Regions from separate parts of the Hordeum vulgare genome. Here region 2 is linked to region 1. Evidence: chromatin contacts called from public Hi-C data. All regions are on one chromosome and are shown on one strand. Each heading gives the region's core, a stretch centred on a gene start, on an enhancer-like site or on the middle of the called end of the contact. The rest is flanking DNA. Distances are from core to core; before and after follow the strand shown.

Region 1 (3,185 bases), core at 394-2,893:
CGAGCTCCACGCCACAAGTAGCTGCCGCTGGCCTAAAACGCTGCTGCGGCCCAGCGTCGTGAATTCAGGCATGGCATGTGGCAGCTTTTGGGAAACTTGAACAGTGCCGCTCCGCAAACAAACAAGCAGACCACACACACATACACCAACCATTCAACTCCATCATCAACGGTGAGCATTTTCAAGACGGAGAAAAACGAGAAATGTAATGGAGCTCATGCCTTGCACATGCACAACAGCAGAAGCCTCACGGTACAATTCACAGGATAAATCTATCTTCACTTCTACTGTTAAGCAGTAGTACTGCTCACATTTATCAACCATTTACTAGGGTCAGGTCAGGTCACCGAACGAACTTAGATTCAGACTTAATCTCCTCAGCATAGCTTAGCAAAGAGAAAGTAAGTAGTTAGTAGTAAGTACTCCCTCCGTTTCTAAATATAAATCTTTTTAAAAAATTTACTAGAAGACTATGTGCGGAACAAAATAAGCAAATTTACGCTCTAAAATGTAATCCTCTAATAGAACCATCAAAAAGACTTGTATTTAGGAACGAGGGAGTACTACCCAAGACAACATTTAGTGTTTGGTTTGGAAATGCTGAAAACTTGCAACTCCCAATTCATCACACGGTACTGTATCAGATCAGACACCAGTTACACTAAATCATGTAGAGTAGTAGTAGTAAAGACTACACACAGAGCCCCATTTCTTATCCCGATTTTTGGTACCCGCTACGAAATTAAAAATCTACTACTACTGACTACTGAGTAGTACACAAGTCATCGGCGGATTGGAACCTTTTTGAATCTGGATCAGACGACCGGCGGCGAGCAGTCCGGGCAGCGGACGAGGCCGTTCTCGTTGCAGCCGGCGCAGGTGCGGAACCCGCCGCCGCCCTTGAGGCTGTACCGCTTGTGGCTCCCGTCGCAGCTGCCGCACAGGACGTAGCGCTCGCCGCCGCAGCGGCCGCAGGCGGCGAGGGACGCGGCGCCGGCCACGACGCGCCGGAGCTCGCCCGACTCGTGCAGGCGGCGGAGCTCCTCGGCGCCGCCGAGGTGGCGGCCGCCGACGAAGACCTGCGGGAGCGTGATCCGGCGGGCGCGCGGGAGGAGGGCCGTGAGCTCCTCGAGGTAGCGCGCGTCCATGGCGAGGTCGCGCTCGTCGACGGAGGCGCGGAGCCCCCGCAGGATGGCGCGCGCGGCGCGGCAGTCCTCGTAGGTGCCCCGGATGACGTGGAGGGAGGTGTAGTAGAGCACGACGCGGCGGTCGGCCTCGGCCGCGGGCGGCGGCGCCTGGAGGGTGCGGAGCGCGCGGAGGGCGGAGGCGGCCACGCGGACGCGGTGGAAGACGCGGGCGGAGCGCGGGGCCGTGTGCGGCGGGGAAGGGGAGGGCGCGGCGGGGTCGGAGCGGAGGAGGGCCTGGAGGTCCTTGAGGGAGGGCGAGTTGAAGGAGAGGCGCGGCGAGGCGGCGGTGAGCGCCGTGGAGGAGCAGGTGGAGGTGGAGGAGGAGGAGGAGGTGGTGGGGGAGGTGGAGCGCGTCTTGACCCAGGGCAGCCACATGGGGGAAGCCGGAGATGGGGAAGAGAGATGAGATGCCGCCCGAGATGGGGACTCGTCCGGTTTTCAGTTTCGGAGCGGCGCGGGGGGGAAGCGTGTGGCCCTAGCTGCACTACGTTTCGTTTCGTTTTCACCCTTTTCGCTTGTGACGTTTGGGATTTGAAGAAGGGGTGTTTGCTTTTTTTTCATTTTAGCCCTTTGAAGTTGTGAGGTTCTACGGCCAGCGCTCGTGCGTGAACTTTTAATGATCCTTAGAGGGTGCTTGATACGTTTTAGTCCCATGACTAAAAGTAGTGGGACTAAAACTTGCTAGCCTCATCTATGTTTAGATCCAAATACTAAAAAAACTAAAATTAAGTTAATGGGCATTTATTATTCTCCAAATCCTCCAATCCAGAACTCGCATGTGTTAAAGCAGAGGAGTTAAATGAGGAGAGAGATGACTAATCCATATTTTAGTAGGGGTACCCCTGACTAAAAGATTTTAGCCTCAAGACTAGTTTTAGCCTCTCTTTAGTCAGTGATGCTTGGAACTTTAGCCTCTTAAAGGGACTATTTTTAGTCAGACTAGTTTAGTCTCTTGGATCAAAGCACCCTTTTAGCTAAAACACTCCTCGACTACTTCCTTCGTTTTTAAATATATTTTTTAAAATAAATTTAATAAAGAACTGAATACGGAACAAGATGAATAAACCTATACTCTAAATTATGTCAATATACATTGTATGTAGTTTTTTAATGAAATTTTTAAAAAGACACATATTTAGGAACGGAGGGAGTATAACTCTAGTCAAACACCATGCTATTATTATATTTGTCTTTTTATTTCGGGAAAAGGTTACCACCATCCAACGGATTGCAACGGCCGAGTCCACCACCTCTCGAGCACACAAGATACGTTCTAGAAACATATGCGGTGTTGCAATGGTCTATTATATGTCTATGTTTTACAAAAAAACCTTAAGTGTAGAAATTTTCTGCAATAAGACCTCAGTTATAAAAAAATTGCAATTTGTTAACAAAGCAACGGTTGCAAAAACATTCTACAAGAAAACCTATATGACAGGAATAATTTTGCAACAAGACCTATGTTGTAGTGATGAAGGCATGCTCGGCTCGTTCGATCCGACGAATCTGACGGCTCGGGACCTAGTTGGTCTTTTAAAAAGATTAGCCGGCGAACGAGTAACACTCCCCTTTTTATTTCTTTTCTTTTGAACAGAAAGGTAGGGTCCAGAAGGACCCATTCATTGATAAGCATTATAGTAGATTTTGTAACTAGACCCCTTAGAAACATGACAATACTAACAAGGCACCGCAAAATGCAAAATAGTCCTTGAACAAGGAAAGAAGAATGCAATCGGGTCTGTAACTGCCCTTCCATGGAACCAATCTGGCCAGCGTCACGGACGGTACCACTTAGGCCAACCAAACCTCCATGACACCATGTCATGGACTGCACCTCAAAGGTGGCATGCCTCCCCTTAGGCGGGCCTACCGAGGATGTCATGATAGGCATTGCGAAAGGCCACCACCTCGAAGGCCAGTCGCTCCTTTCAAAAGTTTTTCGCCTCCGAACACAACGTCCAAAGCGATTTGCCCGAGTGACTCTACTTTCTTCCCTCA
Region 2 (3,185 bases), core at 202-2,701, 140 kb after region 1:
ATGCCACTAGCCAGTGTTTAGTGCAGTGACCATCAATGCATCAATCTGATTGATCCTGCAAGCAGGAAACCTTTTGCATTCGTTGTCCACAAAATGTTTTGAGTTACTGAACTGCAGAAGCAAGTGACTGCCCCTGCAGATAAAAAGTGGCCCGGCAGGCTTGTAAAAAAGAAGATGCGTCTGCCGGGAGTCGAACCCGGGTCTATTGCTTGGAAGGCAATTATCCTGACCGTTGGACTACAGACGCTTACATGACAAAATTTAAAACAAGGCGTATGCAAACTATTCGGTCACCATAAGATATCACTAGCTAGTGCATTCACCATATAGAATTATAGAGCAGGAGAGGAGACCTTTTGCATTCAATCTGCAAAAGAAATGTTTTACTCCCCCATAGCTAAATATAAGTTTTTTCAGAGGTTTCATTACATACTACGGAGTACATACGAATGTATATAGACGTATTTTAGAAAGTAAATTTACTCATTTCACTTCGTATGTAGTCTTTAATGAAATTTTTAGAAAGACTTATATAAAGAGATGTTTGACTTCCTCCATTCTTACAAGTCTTTTTAGAGGTTTTCATTATGGACTATATACGAATATGTATAGACATACTTTAAAGTATAAATTTATTTATTTTATTTTATATATAGTTTTTAATAAAAAAATCTTTAAAAAGACTTATATTTAGTATATATTGCAAGCGTGGTGTGTAGCTGAATCGGTACGGTGCGCGAGCGTCTCAGTCACAGTCTCACAGAACTGATATGTACTGTAGACGCATGAGCATGAGTACCGGACGACGGAGGTACGGCGCGTCGCGTAATACAGTACTGTAGTATAAAGCCGGTGAAGCAGAACCGTTTCGTTTGGTAGCGGCAGCAAGCACTCCTGTCCTGTTGCCCGAGCATCTGGACGCCGAGCTGCACGGAGACGTGGGATGCGGTGCCCGGGGCCGCTCACGTAGCAGCGGAAGCGGCCGCGATCGCGCCCTCGTTTCTGCGCCGATTCGCGTGACGGAGCCGGGAGGGCACATGGCGCCTAGACGAATCCAACGATCCTCTCGTCTCGTCGCGTGACGGAGGCACGACGCGCGGGCGGGCGGATGCCTTCGGTTCACGGCCTCACGGGGGGTACCGTGGATTGTAGCGCTTTGCATCATTGCATGGCGTGATCGTTCGCTTGCCACCCGGTCTGATGGGACGTGCGGTAGCGATGCCACTCCTCGGCGCTTTGCTTGCTCGTGCTGGACCTGGATCCATCATTCTCTGCTGGTCCCGTAGGTAGGTTATCATGCATGCATGCATGCATGCGGGATCCGGCGAGCCGGCACGCCTTGCCGGACACGGTGTGGCCTCTTCTGGCAGCATATCAACTGAAGCCGTCGGATTGGAAACTACGTTGACACGTTGACACGGTGTGGACACGTTCAGAGCAGTGTGTGAAACAAACGGTTTTACGTATTGCAGAGCGTGGTCCACTGGAATATCAACGTTCTCTCTCTGTCATTAATCATGGCTCTGTACATCACACCGGAATCTACCATGGCACACTGTCACAGAAGCCAGCATCCTCTCATTGCTCGATCCAGCCAGCGTGCCAGCAAAAGAGCAAGCGCCATCCTTTCTTCCTAGGTACAGCCACCAGATGCTCGGGTACAGACACCATTCCGCGCTTCCAGCTCCGCTGCCTGCACATACCACCCCGCGCGCTTCCAACGGAGATAGATGGCCGCTGCTAAGCCAGCCTGCTCCGTTCCCGCCAGTTCCGCCGACGCAGCCAAACCGCCGGCGGCGCCCGAGCAGCAGCAGCAGCTCCTGGAGGTGGCGGAGGAGGAGGTGGTCGTCGACTTCAAGCCCAGCTCCAAGTGCCGCGTGGACCTCCGCCTCCGCTCGCTGCACCCGACGCTCCCCGTCGCCTTCAAGGTGCAGACCTCCTCCCCGCTCAAGTTCCTCGTCAGCCCGCCGCGCGGCGCCCTGCAGCCCCTCTCCTCGGCCACCATCCGCGTCGTGCTCCGCCCGCAGCCGCACGCGCCGCCGTCCTTCCCGCGCTCTCGCGCCGACCGATTCCTCGTCCTCTCCTCCCTCTCCGCCGCGCACCTCGACTCAGCGGCCTCCGTGCCCGGCGGCGCCATCCGCCTCCGCGTGTTCTTCGGCGGGCCCTACCTGCTCCGCCTCGCCGCCGACGCCGGGGACTCCGCGGCCGTGCGCCTCATCCTGCGCCGGCAGCCGCACCTCCTACCGGTCCTCGACCCCGAGGCGGCTGTACCGGAGGCCGAGCAGTGGGCGCCGCTGCACGCGGCTGCGGCGCGGGGCGACTGCGGAGAGGTGAGGAGACTGGGGCAGGAGGCGCTCGCGGTGCGCGACAAGGACGGCAGGACGGCTCTGCACGTCGCGGCCGCGGCCGGCGAAGCAGAGGCCGTGGCAGAGCTGGTGGACATGGGTGCCGACTCCGCGGCGGCCGACGCGCGCGGGAGGACTCCGCTGGACGTGGCGCGAGAGAAGGGCTACGTAAGTATACCTCTGTCCTTTCGGCTTTGCTAAAAATCAGTCAAGTCTCAGTCGATATTGTAGTCCGTTGATTTTGCATCAAGATTTATGCAAATAAAAAAAATTCTCAGTTCTTTTTTTGCGTGCTGTATTACTTGACTGAGACTTCGTCAAGTCTCAGTCCACGACGTAGGCAATCCCCTGTCCTTTTGTACTGCCATGCCATGCAGTAACTTGAGAGTTTAATTAAGATTGAACAAAAATTACGCTCCCGGCAGTCTAGTCACAAACTGACAACCATGGTCGCATGCAGTAAACAACCTTCTGTTGTATTACTTGGACTGGAAGGTCGCAAGAAAGTTACTTGTGAATTTCGAGATCTTGGCTGGTTTTGTCACGGACAGAACAGAGTGGGAGTTGGCAGAATCAACTGTTGTTCCAGCTGGGTGCTGTAGAGTACGTAGCTTGGCTTATGCGGTTTGCGTCGTTGCGCTCGTGAACGACACACAGCATCCAATGTTCTTCGGATCTTTACTCAAAGCTTTCACCCCAAAGAAAATCCGCATCAAGAATTAACGTGACTAACGATCGACGGTGCTTTGCGTTTTGCCGATTACGTACACAGAAGGAAGTGGTGGACGTGCTGCAGCGGTGGGAGCTGGTGATGACGGCGGCGCGGCGAGGTGACCTCCG

The links. A called contact is a pair of places that touch in the nucleus more often than the background predicts.
Region 2: a Hi-C map of leaf shows a contact between it and region 1, with 2.6 times the contacts expected there. The contact joins the promoter of LOC123440574 here to the promoter of LOC123440573 in region 1. A contact is called at or near these places in 2 of 6 Hi-C or Micro-C datasets (both in leaf) and 1 of 1 datasets of contacts at active chromatin or transcription factors (embryo).

What each region holds. Positions count from the first base shown.
Region 1 is chr3H:554,866,478-554,869,662 of MorexV3_pseudomolecules_assembly, forward strand. It overlaps LOC123440573, which reads right to left and starts at 1,644. Exons shown (of 1, transcript XM_045117137.1): 1 at 586-1,644. The coding sequence starts at 1,562. The coding sequence ends at 816.
Region 2 is chr3H:555,006,123-555,009,307 of MorexV3_pseudomolecules_assembly, forward strand. It overlaps LOC123440574 (protein VAPYRIN-like), which reads left to right and starts at 1,452. Exons shown (of 2, transcript XM_045117138.1): 1 at 1,452-2,513; 2 at 3,118-3,185. The coding sequence starts at 1,731. TRNAG-UCC (a tRNA gene) reads right to left here and starts at 247; the gene lies at 176-247.